5 separate regions of the Mus musculus genome follow, and regions 1, 3, 4 and 5 are each linked to region 2. The links are chromatin contacts, called in public HiCAR-type and promoter capture Hi-C maps. All regions are on one chromosome and are shown on one strand. The core of a region is the stretch at or near the end of the contact, and the rest is flanking DNA. Distances in the headings are between cores, read along the strand shown. Region 1 holds the start of Rpl8 (ribosomal protein L8). Region 2 holds the start of Nol12 (nucleolar protein 12). Region 3 holds the start of Hsf1 (heat shock factor 1). Region 4 holds the start of Slc25a17 (solute carrier family 25 (mitochondrial carrier, peroxisomal membrane protein), member 17). Region 5 holds the start of Polr3h (polymerase (RNA) III (DNA directed) polypeptide H).

Region 1 (2,700 bases), core at 186-2,685, 2.0 Mb after region 2:
AAGATGTTTCCAAGTAACTAAACAAGAGATAAGTCATGGCCCCTTTTCACTGACTTGAACATCTTTTAACAGCCACTACTGGTCCTATCTTTTCTAAAATGAACCAACTAAACTCAAGTGCAGGATCAGAATTCCTAGGTCACAGTGCACAAAAGTGTCAAGCGGTGTAATCTTTTTTTAACCTAATTTTATGTATACACAGGCATCTTTACCTACATGTCTGTATCCATACACATTTATACAGTGCCCAGAGACCAGAAAAGAATCAAATCCCCAGGACAGGAATCAGTTAGTTGTTTACGAAGTAGGTATTCTAGCACTCTACAACTAAATCCCCAGTTGCATTCTGTTAGTCTTCTCCCATGACCAAGAAAATAAGCAATGTGGTTCTATGGCCTAGGCCCAGCAGCTGGCAGTTCATATGCCGACCACCCGCGTCTTCAAGGCCCCACTGCCCTCCCGCACTCACCAACAACGGCTCTGTTGGCAGAGGAAATGACCTTCTTGGACCCCGAAGGCAGCTTCACTCGAGTCTTCTTGGTCTCTGGGTTGTGGGAGATGACTGTGGCGTAGTTCCCGGAGGCTCGGGCCAGCTTGCCCCTGTCCCCAGGTTTCTCCTCCAGACAACACACGATCGTACCCTCAGGCATGGTGCCCACGGGCAAAACATTGCCGATATTCAGCTGGGCTGTGGAGAGAGGGGGCAAAACGACTGTTAACGCTAAAAGCCATGCCAAACCCACACCGATCCCAACCCACGAAGCTCAGCTCAGCACCCAAAGTCCCGGGCCCAACCCTTCCTTCCTTCCCCGCCTGGAGGCTCACCCTTCTTGCCGCAGTACACGAACTGTCCAGTGTGGATCCCCTCCGCTGCGATGAACAGCTCTGTCCGCTTCTTGAATCGGTAGGGATCCCGAAAGACGACTTTGGCGAGGGGAGCGCCGCGGCCAGGGTCATGAATGATGTCCTACGGGTCAGGGTGGTGTATTGTATTCTAAGGCCTGCTCGAGACGCCCGGTTCCCCGCCTGCTTAACTCCCGCCGGTGCCCTCCTACCTTTACGATGCCTTTAATGTAGCCGTGTCGCTCCGCGAAGTCCACAGCACGTAGGCGCGCGGCGCCCTTACGGTGCTTCACGTGCGCACGGAAAACAGAACCCGCGCCTTTCCTCTGCCCTCGGATCACACGGCCCATGGCGGCGAGTCTGGAAATGGTTCGAGTTCAGCGTCCAAAAAAATCCCCAGCCTCCTGCCAGCCCCCAAGGCCGAAAGCAACGCCATCCCTCCCTTCTGATCCTGGACGAGTGGGCCAGGCCGCATGACAGACCGCCAAGTAGTTAACGGCGGCGGATGGCGGTGGATAATTTCAAAACCCGCAGCGGACAGAGCACAACTTACCTGCCGGCAAGCAAGGCCGAAAGAGGAAATAGACGGGTCAACGCAGCCTTATCTTCCGGGGCGGGGCCATAACTCCGCCCCTTCCCCAGCGCAATGCCTGTCGGGTCTTGTAGTCACATGCAGGTGTCCTGTGTGTCTACCAAATTGCTGAACCAAGGCAATTGCTGAAACTTGTCGTCCTGGGGAGAGGCAGACTCTGAAGAAACCGACTCAAGAGTCTTACGGAGGAAGGGCGGGAGAGAGGAGGCTTCAAGAGGTGGAAGGATTTGTCCAGGGCAACGCCACGCAGAATCTTGAGCTTCCGAGCTGGGCCCAGACGGAGGAGATTGGATGTGCAGACACTGGAAACCTAGTGCTTTGCCGAACTAGAAGATTGAAATTTGACTGGGTCAGGCGGAGTTCCAGGACAGCCTGGGCTAGAAAACAAGTTCCAGAACAAGCTAGGGCTACAAAGAAAACCCAGTCTGGGGTAGGGGGTTGGGGGTGGAGGGGAGGAAGGAGGTGAAGAAGAACAAGAAGATAATGATTGGGATTTAAGAAGGTCACCTGCGGAGTTCTCAAGATGTCTGGCAAAGAAGCCAAAAGTTAGTGGCCTCAGCAATTGGAAAGAGGGTGGGGGCAATGACCCTGGAGAGCTAAAGCGGGGAAGGAACGCAGCGATGCAGGGCGATAAAGTGGCACAGAGCCCCCCAAACAGAGGTTCTTCATCTGAGTGAAACCTAAGTAGTCAATGGCATAAACGTGTAGACTGAGAGGGAGGTAACTGAGGGTCAGGGTCCCAATTGGTAAGAGAGGTTTGTCAGAACTGGGAGATTTTACATGGCAGAGGCTAAAATTGACATATTGAGGAGGAAGGGACATGGGTTGGTGATCTGACACACTGAAAAGAAGAAGGGACAGGCCAGACGTGGTGGCACATGCCTTTAATCCCAGGGCTTGGGAGGCAGAGGCAGGTGGATTTCTGAGTTCGAGGCTAGCCTGGTCTACGGAGTGAGTTCCAGGACAGCCAGGGTTGTACAGAGAAACCCTGTCTCGAAAAAACAAACAAACAAACGAGGAAAGAACACCGAGTTATCGTCATGGCTCAAGTTCCACAGGATGCTGGTGCACAGGGTATTCCAGAAGGGTAGTGGAGCTTTGGGTGGCAGGGTTCCAGGACTTGCAGAGTGGTAAATCAAGCCACCCAGGGGCAGGGTAAGGAGTTGAGTCAGCCCAGAAGAGAACCAGAATGAAAGATGCCTATACAGAAAAGTCTGTGGGAGGATGCCTGCTAGTGCTTTGTCTTGTGAACCGTGCAGGGCATA
Region 2 (2,700 bases), core at 132-2,631:
CTAGGATACTCATCCAAGGTCACAGACAATGCAGTCACAAGTCATTCAATGACAAAGGTACCTTCGAGAAATGAGTTGTGAGTCCTTGCTGGACCATCAGAGTGTACTTACATAATAATCCTGGGTGGTATAACCTACCACACACCTATGCTGGAAGCTATAGTCTCAGTACGCGCTCCATCACTAACCAAACGTCACCTAGCTCACCTGGCCTTCCTGCCCCTTGCTAAGTACACAAAAGGCCAGGTGGTCAATACACAGAGCTGGTGGTCACTGTTCCCACACTGGCAAACTTTATTTCATAGGAGTCACTTCTAGTAAGGCTTTCTAATAATGCCTTCACCCAGACCCCAAAACTCTTTCACTGAACCAACCAACAACCAGTCCTCAAGGCCACCTGACTCCTGAACCCACCTGGGTCCTGTGTGGCGGGTCCTAGGAGTGCCCCCACCTTCCTGACTCGTGCTTCCTTCTTCCTGTCTAATCTCTGCTGTTCCTGAGTTTGCTGTATTGGAAGTTAATTACGCTTAGTACCTTATTCGAGCTAGGCAAATGGTCTAATAAATTAATTCGTTTATATTGTCTTGGAGACAGGGACAAATTGTCCAAATGCCCATACCGTTCTTGAACTTTCCCGCACAGGGTTTTACTTTGCAATCCTCCTGCCTCAGCATCCGGGATGGCTAGGATTATAGGTCTGCACTACCAGGCTTTGCAATTACGGTTTCCGTTGGTACACTACACCAGGGGTTTTAACTGTATTTTGCTACTGTTATGGATCGTAATGTAAATATTATCTCTTTTCCGATGGGTTTAAGGGGGTCGCGACCCACAGGTTGAGAGCCATCAGACCACAAGGTGCTATTTACGGTGACACTAAAAAGCAGTTCAGCCTCTGGTCTCAGGCTTGGCTGGCACGCAGTCTGGTGCGTGAATCAATGAACTAAACCTCTCTCATCCCATCGGCTCGTCCTTCGTCAACAACGACTGGGAGCCAGCTATGGGCTGTGACAATAGACGGCGCGGCACTCCGGTGGTCCAAGGCGCAGCGCTGAGAGCCGTAAACAGCGAGGGAGGAGCGGGCGACTCCATCCCCCGAGGTGGGGAAAGAGGAAGGCGAGCTCCAGCTACATCCAGGGGCGGGGCCGGAAGAACCCTCCGCGTGGGCGTGCGCGCCCTGTGCCTGGCGCGCTTCCCCCGGCAGCCCGACGGGAGTCTCTTTCCACCCTGCCACTCACCGCCGCTTCTCTTCATCAAAGTTGAGAACGAGCCGGGGCCGCCGGTCGTCTCCATCTCTTTTCTTCTTCTTCTTGTTGCGGCCCATTGCAGTGAAGCTTCCGGCAGCGTGGCCGCTTCTGACTTTAAAACACTTCCGGGTGTAGCAGTTTCAGATTTCCGGTAGGGCGCTCTTCGTGGCCTTGTTCCACAGTTCCGCAGATTTGGCTCCACCTTTTAAAGGAGCCTCCCGTCCTGCCTCAGCTTTGGTTCAGGTCTTCTGAACAATCCTCCCAGAATGGCTTCGGTGAGAACTAGGCTCCCCGATTCCATCATCTGACCTGCCTCGAACAAGCGCTCAATCTGGAGTTATTTATAAACCGCTAAGAATTACTGAACTTAATTGAATTCAGATGTCAACTCTTTCATGATTTCCTTGAGCGAGGGAAACTGCCTAGATGCAAACACTGGTATTCCTTTACAAAGTATGTGACTCAAAAGCAATTGCCCCCCTTTAAAAAAAAAAGATTAAATCATAAATTATGGGCTAGGGGAGGTGGCATACATCTTTATCCCAGTACCTGAGAGGCAGAGGCAGGTGGATCAAAGTCAGCCTAAGCTACACAGTGAGTTCCAGGACAACCAGAGCAGAGCTAGACAATAAAGAGACCCTGTCTATAAATAAATAAGTAAGATTAAAAAAATACTGTGCCTAAGTGAGTTTAGGTCTACTGTATGAGGACCTACAAGGCCAGAAGACGGTATGAAATCCCCTGCAACTAGAGTTACAGATGGGGGCTGGTGAGATGGCTCAGCAGGTAAGAGCACCCGACTGCTTCCGAAGGTCCTGAGTTCAAATCCCAGCAACCACATGGTGGCTTACAACCATCCCTAATGAGATCTGACTCCCTCTTCTGGTGTGTCTGAAGACAGCTACAGTGACTTACATATAATAAATAAATAAATCTTAGAGTTACAGATGGTGTGTGAGTCATGTGGGTACTGAGAATCAAACCTTGGTCCTCTATAAGACAAGTAGGCACTGTTAACCATTGGAGTCATCTCTCCAGCCCCCAAATTGCCTTTTTCTTTGTGTCTCACTTTCCTATTTATAAAATAGAGATCATTGTAGTGACTTTGTAAGGCTGTAAAGAGGTGGCCCTGGAACTCTGGCATGCACTTAAAGGCTTGCTGAAATCCAAATTGAGGGTTCAGGGTTCAACACACTTGGCAGGGCCCCAGAATGTCCATTTCTAGAACATTCTCTGGTGACCCTGAATATTGCTCCTGCGTGCAGCAAACTGAGAGCCGTGACTGTGGTGGGACAAGTGTGTCGGGTCAGAAGTGCATAACACAATATTCTCCCAGACTCAGTTGGTGCAGAGGGAAATCTCTGAGTTCGAGGCCAGCCTGGTCTACAGAGTAAGTTCCACGACAGCCAGGGCTACACAGAGAAATCCTGTCTCAAAAAACCAAAGCCAAACG
Region 3 (2,700 bases), core at 161-2,660, 2.5 Mb after region 2:
GGGTAAATTGGGGAAAGATAGAAAGGTAAGATCATACTCTCTGCCCAGGTGTATGAAATCCAGGACAGGCTGTGAACTGAATATGGCATTCAGGAAAACAACGCGGCCCACGGATAGCCCATGGGATAATCACAAAGACCGTCTCGTGAAAAGTGAAGTTCCGTGCTTTCTAGTCTTCTCTTTATTCCCAAAACACCCTTTAGGCAGAGCAGAGTTTAAACAAACAGGCAACTGAGAGCCAGAAGCCTTGGCCTCCATCTGCCACCCAGGCCTTTTCTCCATTCTTGCCAGCTTAAGAAACTTGTGCGAGGGGGCAGTGCTCCGCAGAGACCGAGAGACCCGCCAGATTTGGCTTGCAGAAGGTCAAGGTGGTGGCACCTAGCCGCCTCCATCCCTCCAAAGGTTCCCATTGAATCAGGGTGGCCTGTCTTCAGGCCACCACCATCGGCTAGCTCTGCGCGCTCTGGCCCTCAGAATCCACATGTGAACAGCAGATTCTACTTTCCAACTTAACACAAACACGGAACGACCTCTGCAAGCCAGCCAGAGATGCAGGGCCAGCAGGGTGTGCGGTGTACACAGTCCGCTGCCAGGCAACAGAACAGGGTTCGACACGGCCCTTGGAGGGCCGGGCAAAACTGCTCTGGCGTCTGGAGACTATCGGGGCTGAGCTTAGGCTCCACATCCTCCTATTCTCGCTCTTCTCTCATGCATTCCTTAGGCCTTCCACTTATTCTGAATGATTGCCTAAAAAGCAGAAACGCAGACGGACTCTGGGAACTATTTCTCTGTGAGCAAAGACCCTGTACTGGAAGCCCCGTCCTTATTGTCCGGGTGAAATGTAGGATGATTTGGGGTCTCGGCCTACTCTCCGTGAGTGGCTCTGGGGGCGGGGCGCACTTCCTCCCCAGACAGCGGCGTCCTCCCTCTAGGATGCCAGGATGGCTGAACCCGGGCGAGCCCGACTAACTCGCAGGCCGCTTTCTCCGAAGCAGGTCCCCTCCCGCCACAGGACCCTCCCTCGAAGGCCGCTCCGGCCCATGCCAGCTCCTACCGGGCTCCAGCAGATGAGCGCGTCTGTGTCCGGGTCGCTCACGAGGGTCCACAGCTTGGTTAGGAAGGCCGGGACGTTGCTGGGCCCCGCTGCACCGGGGCCCACGGCCAGATCCATCTCGGACGAAAGCAGGCAGAGGCTGGGGTGGCCTTTTAGAAGAGTGGCTGAAGGCTGAGCTAGTGTCGTCGCTGCCCCTGCCGTCCGGGCCGCTCCGCCGCCCGCTGCGCACACACAGCAAGGCCTCGCATGGCCGCAGCCATCTTGCGACCGGCGCGCTCTCGCTAGGGCCAGACCTGTAGCCTCTGTGCGCAGGCGCCGTGATCTCCCCTGCCTACTTTGCCGGCCCAGCCCTTGCGCCGCACCCTACGCCTGCGCAAGATGGCTTCACCCGGGCTGCTCACCAATCAGAGCCTGGTAGGGCGGAGCCTGGCTGGGGGCACACGAGGCGCTCCCGCTGCCGGAAGCGGCAGTAGATCGGTAGCCGGCGCGGCGCAGCATGGCGGGGGCGTGTGGTAAGCCCCACATGTCACCGGCATCGCTGCCGGGGAAACGACGTTTGGAACCTGATCAGGAGCTGCAGATACAAGAGGTAACTTCCAAGTAGCGGACAGCATCCCTCTGGGAACCATGCAGGCACTTGGCAAGACCAGGGAGGCCGGGCCGTGGCGCAGCGTGTAGTGTCGTGTGGGTCGCCTAGAGCCTGATCGTCCAGTCTGGGCTGTTATTTTGGAACTCTCAGCAGAACATTACTTGCGCCGAGGGGCGCTGGAACCCGGGGGATAGTTCTGTGGCTTGAACCGTGTTAAGGGAGAGACCTTTAAGAGTCCCCTCACCATAGTCTCTGGACCTTCCATCTGTGCTTCCTGTCCTGGGAAAGGTTGTAATTGCGCTCGTGCTGTGCTACCAAGCCAGCATGTCAGGTGTGTTGTGAATCAAAAGAGGACTTGAGATTATGGAAGTCTGATTGGAACCCAGGGCATCCAGAACTGGTTGTCATGGAACCATTGCTAGTCCATGTTGCTAAGCTCAGTAGGCTTGCTACATTCATCAAATGTAGGTGGTAGAAGGCATGCACAGCTGACTCCACTGAATTGGATCCTCAAAGTTCTCAACTTTCCTAATGCTGTGGCCCTTTTAATACGGTTCCTCGTGTTGCGGTGATTTCCCAACTACAAAATCATTTTCGCTGCTACTTCATAACTGTAATTTTGCCGGGTGGTGGTGGCACACGCCTTTAATCCCAGCACTTGGGAGGCAGAGGCAGGTGGATTTCTGAGTTCGAGGCCAGTCTGGTCTACAAAGTGAGTGCCAGGACAGCCAGGGCTACACAGAGAAACCCTGTCTCGAAAAAACCAAAAAGAAAACATAACTGTAATTTTGCTACTGTTATGAATCGTAATTATTTGATATGCAGGATAGTCTATGAAAGGGTTGCTCGCCCCAGAGGGATTGTGACCCACTGGTTGAGAACCACTACGTAAGTTGTCCCTTTGTTTTATGAAACGCCCCTAAGCTTTTCCCTCTGTGTAGTTCTAGGCAGTAAGCCTTTAATAGTCAGTTGTTTATGCCCTAACTGCGTGCAGTACTTTTACTTGTTAGTATGACAAGTAGCGTAGTTTTAGAGATGTCAATAATAAGAGAATGTC
Region 4 (2,710 bases), core at 82-2,581, 2.4 Mb before region 2:
TGCATCAGCTCCTGCTTCCTGACCTGCTTGAGTTCCAGTCCTGACTTCCTTTGGTGGTGAACAGCAATGTGGAAATGTAAACTGAATAAAACCCTTTTCTCCCCAACTTGCTTCTTGGTCATGATGTTTTGTGCAGGAATAGAAACCTTAAGACTATCACAGTGGAAGGGTAAAATACTGACTTTGCTTTTAGATTTACCTTTATGTGCATGAGTGCATTTATGTAAGCAGTCCTGGATTCTTTCAGAGGACAGAAAGCTGTGGCGTCTGTCCCGAGGGACATAGAGGGTTGTGTGATAGCAACTGAAGAGCAAGCGTTCTTAGCTGCTGAGCTATATCTATACAGCCCCAAATTGTCAGTTTAAACAAACTATGCTAGAGGTTTAACTACCGGGCCTCAGAGCCTTGATTCTATATCTCGCAGCGGGTGTTGGGATGGCTGAATGGAGAAACGAAGGTTGGAGATATTGACCCACCCCCTTATCTATGGCTATCAGCTTATCCTGGAGGGTTGCTTTTGTTTTGACGCTGTTTCTATAGTTCTGGCTAGCCAACTCCACTTCTCAGCATCCATGGTACTGGGATTACAGGCTACGTTTTAGGGTTTAGGTCTGTTTTGGCTTTTGTTTTGAGACGAGTCTCAGCCCAGGTTAATCTCAAATTCTCTCTGTAGCTGAGGGTGACTCTGTACTAAATTCTTTTAACAAAATTATTTAGTCGTGTGTGTGTGTGTGTGTGTGTGTGTGTATGTCTTAGTGTGCGCGGAAACCCGAGAAGGTCAGACCCCCTGGAACTATACTTGCTTGGGATACTGGGACCTAAACGAGGATCCTCTGCAAAAGCAGTACTTGTTCTTAACTGAGCCAACTCTTCAGTCCCCAGATCCTCTTTCCACTTCCTGAGTACTGTGTTTACTGGTGTTTATGGTTTGCTGGTAGTCATGCTAAGCAAGCACTAACAACTGAGCCTGCCAACATATATTTTGCAAGGAACTGGGGTGCAGGAGTCATTAAGGACTTTTATGTCCTCCCGTTTTATGGGCTTGACTAACCAATTTAGTGTGCAAGCACACTGACAGACTGAGGGGCTAGGAACCTTTGCAGGGGGTGCTCAGAACACAGATCCTTCCATAGCCACTGAGCATTGCTCCGCCCCTTGACCGATCCGGACCAATCGATGTTCAGGGGCGTTCCTGGGCATTTCACACTCGCCTCCCCGGCTGTTCTCCCCAGCGAACCAGGGCAGTCTGTGACCCGGAAGCAGTCGTTCTGGTGGAGGCGGGGGAGACTTCTGAGAGGTGGGGCTTGAGACGGTCCTTTCACGAACCCGCACACTCTGAGGCGCCTGAGTGAAAAGTGTGGCACCATGGCCTCTGTGCTGTCCTACGAAAGTCTGGTACACGCCGTGGCCGGAGCCGTGGTGAGGAGGGGTTTGGGGCTTCGAAGTAAATCTCGGGATGGGTCGGGGAGAAGGGCACGGGGGAGATGTGGGGACCGAATCTGTCACAACTGGAACGAAAAGGACGGGCATAAATGGAAAGTTGCTGCTACAAGAGGGAGGGCGAGGCCAGGAGCCACCCTCTGCCGCAGTCCCCTCTGGACTTTCCCAGAGACTGTCTGGACTATCAGTCACAAAGGTCCAGAGGGAATAGGGAAGAAGATAATTGCTATTTTCTTTGCCTTCTGAAGTTTAAAAGTTTAAGGCCAACCCTTCCCTTACCCAACTCTCACTGCACACAAACTTCGTCCAAATTGGTCCTGCGGAAAAACTAAGTGTGAAGATGGGGTGCTTGCTGTAAGTCTACTGCCAGCCTGGTGTCACACCTTATCCCAGGCAAGTGGCAATAGCTAATGGAACATTCCTAGTCAGCCTTATTGCCAGGAAAAGATAGGGTGTTTGTTTGTTTATTTTTTAAGTCAAGATCGGTGGTGTTATGTACTACCTGTATAGTTACTGTGAGTTAAGTGCTTTGTTCTTCGATTTAGAGGTATCTAAGTTCCTTCCATTTGACACTTCCCTTTTCCCTGAAACTTCACATTCTTGGCACAGGTAACATTCCTCCTCTGGTTCTTTTCCTCAGACTGTTTCCCATGTTCTTCCCTAACTCCCAGCATGTACCTTTAGCCATGTAGAGTCACCGTGGACCATTCCTATCCATTCAGACAGCTTATGTTCCGGTGAAGAGTAATCTGAGTTTTTTAATTCCAATTCTATCATATGTTTACCAGGTAATCTCAAATCTCACGTTTGTAATCTATGAAGAGGGAAGAAAATATTACACTTTTCTTCTAGACCTTGAGAAGTAGGTGAGGGAATATTACATGGTGTCTTATTCAAAAGAGTCGCGTTCCTTTAAATCAACCAGAAGTGCCTTTTGCTCGTTATGAAAGAACTGGGGTGGAAGTTTGTTGTGACATGTTTTCAGTTGGTCATAGGGACCTGTTTGACTGAAGTGGAAATGCAAATGGGGGGCCAAATGATTCATGACTTTGTGTAGGAAAGGGTCAGTGGTTGCACTTACTGATTGACATTTCAAACCCGATCCTCTCTGCTGCCCTGTGGAGAGTAGAATACGGAAGGCACATCTCTCTCAGGCAAGAGATGGCTGTGACCTATTGGTGGAAGGGGTAAGAGAGCATTTGCCTGGAATGGATTTATAAGAACCACCAGGATTTAATGATAGCTTGGGTGTAGCTTAGGGTTGCTTGTG
Region 5 (2,790 bases), core at 177-2,676, 3.0 Mb before region 2:
GGCAAAACACTTCATATACATAGAAATGTAAAACAAGTTACTTACTGATATTATGAAGATCATTGCTAATCAATTCTTACCTCTCCTGTCAATTCCCTGAAATACTTTGTTTCTAGAAAGGCACACTGTTGTCTTACATGTGTTATGAGACTGGGTTTCTCTGTGTAGCCCTGTCTGTCCTGCAGCTTGCTTTGTAGACCAGGCTGGCCTCAAATTCGAATTCAGAGAGATCCTCCTGCCTCTGCATTCTAATTGTTTGGATGAAAGGTGTGTGCCATCAACGCCCAGCCCAAAATGCCTTATTTTTTTTCTCCTCATTTTTTTTTTGGGTGGGGGAGGGAGTGTGTTCTGTATAGCCTTGACTATCTTGTACTCTCTTGGTAGACCAGGTTTGTCTTAACTCTCAGAAATTTGACAGTCTCTGCCCCTCCCAACTGCTGGGATTAAAAGTGTGCAGCAAGAAAATTTTTCTATTTTGTTTTTTTGAGACAGGATTATTCTGTTCAGTCCTGGTTGTCCAGAAACTTGCTCTGTAGACTGGGCTGGCCTCAAACTCTGAGATCCGTTTGCCTCTGCCTCCCAAGTGCTAGGATTAAAGACGTGTGTCACCATCATTGTTAGGCACCCCCCTTTTTCTTTTTAGAAAGAGTCTCAAACAAACAAAAAGTCTTTTGTACCTCAGGCTAGACTTGAATTCACTATGTAGCTGATCTGTGTTTTTTGTTTTTTGTTTCTTTTTGGTTTTTCGAGACAGAGTTTTTCTGTGTAGCCCTGGCTGTCCTGGAACTCACTCTGTAGACCAAGCTGGCCTCGAATTCAGAAATTCGCCTGCCTCTGCCTCCCAAATGCTGGGATTAAAGGCGTGCGCCAGCACTGCCCGGCCACAGGATCTCATTTGGTAACTCAGGCTGGTCTTGAACTTGCAGTGATTGTCCAGCCTCACCCTCTCTTGCGCTGGTATTACAAGCGTGAGTCTGTTTCAGCTGTTTAAGCTTTGTGTGCTGAGCTTTGGTGAGCATATCCATCAAATGCACCACTTAAAATGACATCATCCAGGAAGGCCCGGCGACCCTTTTCTGCCCACTCTCTTGGGTACTTTGTCTGGAGTAAAGACTATTTTGAACGTGTTAAATTTGTATTTTCAAAGGGTCTATCTGGCTGTTGTGCAAAAGAAAGACAATCAGGCTTGAAGTGCAGACTTGTCGCCTAGCAACCAGACTCTCTCAGGGGCCCGGGGTTGGCTTGCTTCAGGATGGGGCCCCGCCCTTTCGGCACTCTACCCCGCCCCTCTTCTCTCACTTGCGGGAGAGTGCTGGCGGCCCCGCCCACCTTCCGGCCCCGCCCCTCACGGGAGCCTCGCGAAGCTCTGCGACCCGCAGGGGCGGGCAGATGCTTCTTATTGGTCAGTTTTCCGGAAGCTGAGTTGATTTGGTTTGGCAAGCGCAGCGTTGCTGGACGCGCGTGGCTCCCGCGCGTGGTGCGGACGGAACGAGGCCAGGGTGGCATCCGGGGACGGGGAGCCGGCGCTCCTCCAAGGCTGGCGGGAGCGGGCCTCAGTTTCCTCCGGGAGACGAGCGTAGCTTCCAGAATTGGAGCCCAGGCCCTCCCGCGCAGCTCGGCTGCAGGTTTGGCTTGTCAGAGGCTGAGAAGGGACGGAGGAGGCTCGGGTCCCCCCCACCCCATCACAGCTCGCAGGCCCCCGTGCTTGGCAGCCTCTCCGGTCTCCAGAGCCCTAGCGCAGGATGTTCGTGCTGGTGGAGATGGTGGACACCGTGCGCATACCCCCGTGGCAGTTTGAGCGGAAACTCAACGATTCCATTGCTGAGGAGCTGAACAAGAAATTGGCCAACAAGGTACTGGGCCCTCGGGCTGCCCGGCAGTGTCCCTACCGGTCCCACTGCTAGTCTGGCTATCGCCTGGTTCACCCTTGGCCTTGCACACTTAACTTCATGTCGGGGTTTTTTTCCTTCGCATCCTTATAAACCAGACTTGGGTGACAACGTGTACACAAGGGAGTAAATGGGCCGGGCGAGGTAGTGCACACCCGTAATCCGAGCTTCTTGGCTATTGAGGCTTTTTGACGATCCTGTGTTCGAGGCCAGCGTGGGCAATATAGTTAGCCCTTGACTCAGACAAATTAAAAGCACCGAAGCTGCTGGCGGTAGCGCATGCCTTTAATCCCATAACTCAGGAGGCAGAAGCAGGCGGATTTCTGTGAATTCGAGGCCAGCCTGGTCTACAGAGGGAGTGCTAGAACAGCCAAGGCTACAACGGAGAAACCCTGCCTCAAAAGAAACAAAAAGCATCAGGATGCTGAACAGTGCTTGAATTTGCTTGACATTCGCGGAGTCACTGGTTCGGTTCTCAGGATTGCCAGAAAACAAAACGGAGAGAGCGTGTGTACAAAATGGGTTTGTAAAACAGAAACTGGAATATGCCTGTTTCCTCGTTCAATTACTGTGTTGTCTTGGCCAAGTCACCCTCTCTGGGCCTCGGTTTGTGTTATCTGTGTTGCCCACAGTGTGAGAGTAGAGGTGAGAGGATAAGCGTGCGGGTCTCTAGAATTGAACTCAGCTTTCAGCTTTAGAGGGAGGCAGCTGTACCGGCTGAGCCAGCTCAGTAGCCCCTTTCTTGTATTCATTTGGTTACTGTGTTTCCCTTTCTATGACTACAGGGGCCTTCTCGGACTTTCACTCTCTCCAATGGGAGACACAGGCTCTGCCCTTGTAGCCTAGTGAGAAGAAGTTGGCTTGAGAATGTCTTGTTGTAATGAGCTGGGGTAAATGCCAT

The links. Promoter capture Hi-C pulls out the DNA fragments that hold promoters and counts their contacts. HiCAR-type assays count read pairs that join an accessible place to other places.
Region 1: a promoter capture Hi-C map of embryonic stem cells shows a contact between it and region 2, with 2.5 times the contacts expected there. The contact joins the promoter of Rpl8 here to the promoter of Nol12 in region 2.
Region 3: a contact with region 2 is called in a HiCAR-type map of astrocytes, with 3 times the contacts expected there. The contact joins the promoter of Hsf1 here to the promoter of Nol12 in region 2. A contact is called at or near these places in 3 of 39 promoter capture datasets (the C10 cell line, hippocampal neurons and liver) and 1 of 115 datasets of contacts at active chromatin or transcription factors (astrocytes).
Region 4: a contact with region 2 is called in a promoter capture Hi-C map of liver, with 5 times the contacts expected there. The contact joins the promoter of Slc25a17 here to the promoter of Nol12 in region 2. A contact is called at or near these places in 2 of 39 promoter capture datasets (liver and pre-B cells) and 1 of 484 Hi-C or Micro-C datasets (B cells).
Region 5: a promoter capture Hi-C map of pre-B cells shows a contact between it and region 2, with 4 times the contacts expected there. The contact joins the promoter of Polr3h here to the promoter of Nol12 in region 2. A contact is called at or near these places in 1 of 39 promoter capture datasets (pre-B cells) and 1 of 115 datasets of contacts at active chromatin or transcription factors (astrocytes).

What each region holds. Positions count from the first base shown.
Region 1 is chr15:76,902,806-76,905,505 of GRCm38.p6, reverse strand. It overlaps Rpl8 (ribosomal protein L8), which reads right to left and starts at 1,435. Exons shown (of 6, transcript NM_012053.2): 1 at 1,397-1,435; 2 at 1,056-1,203; 3 at 826-967; 4 at 470-688. The coding sequence starts at 1,193.
Region 2 is chr15:78,933,614-78,936,313 of GRCm38.p6, reverse strand. It overlaps Nol12 (nucleolar protein 12), which reads right to left and starts at 1,381. Exons shown (of 6, transcript NM_133800.3): 1 at 1,239-1,381. The coding sequence starts at 1,324.
Region 3 is chr15:76,476,072-76,478,771 of GRCm38.p6, reverse strand. Hsf1 (heat shock factor 1) reads right to left here and starts at 1,410. Exons shown (of 13, transcript NM_001331154.1): 1 at 1,055-1,410. The coding sequence starts at 1,171. Bop1 (block of proliferation 1) reads left to right here and starts at 1,523. Exons shown (of 16, transcript NM_013481.2): 1 at 1,523-1,643. The coding sequence starts at 1,551.
Region 4 is chr15:81,359,386-81,362,095 of GRCm38.p6, reverse strand. It overlaps Slc25a17 (solute carrier family 25 (mitochondrial carrier, peroxisomal membrane protein), member 17), which reads left to right and starts at 1,331. Exons shown (of 9, transcript NM_011399.3): 1 at 1,331-1,419. The coding sequence starts at 1,366.
Region 5 is chr15:81,924,849-81,927,638 of GRCm38.p6, reverse strand. Polr3h (polymerase (RNA) III (DNA directed) polypeptide H) reads left to right here and starts at 1,426. Exons shown (of 6, transcript NM_030229.4): 1 at 1,426-1,853. The coding sequence starts at 1,743.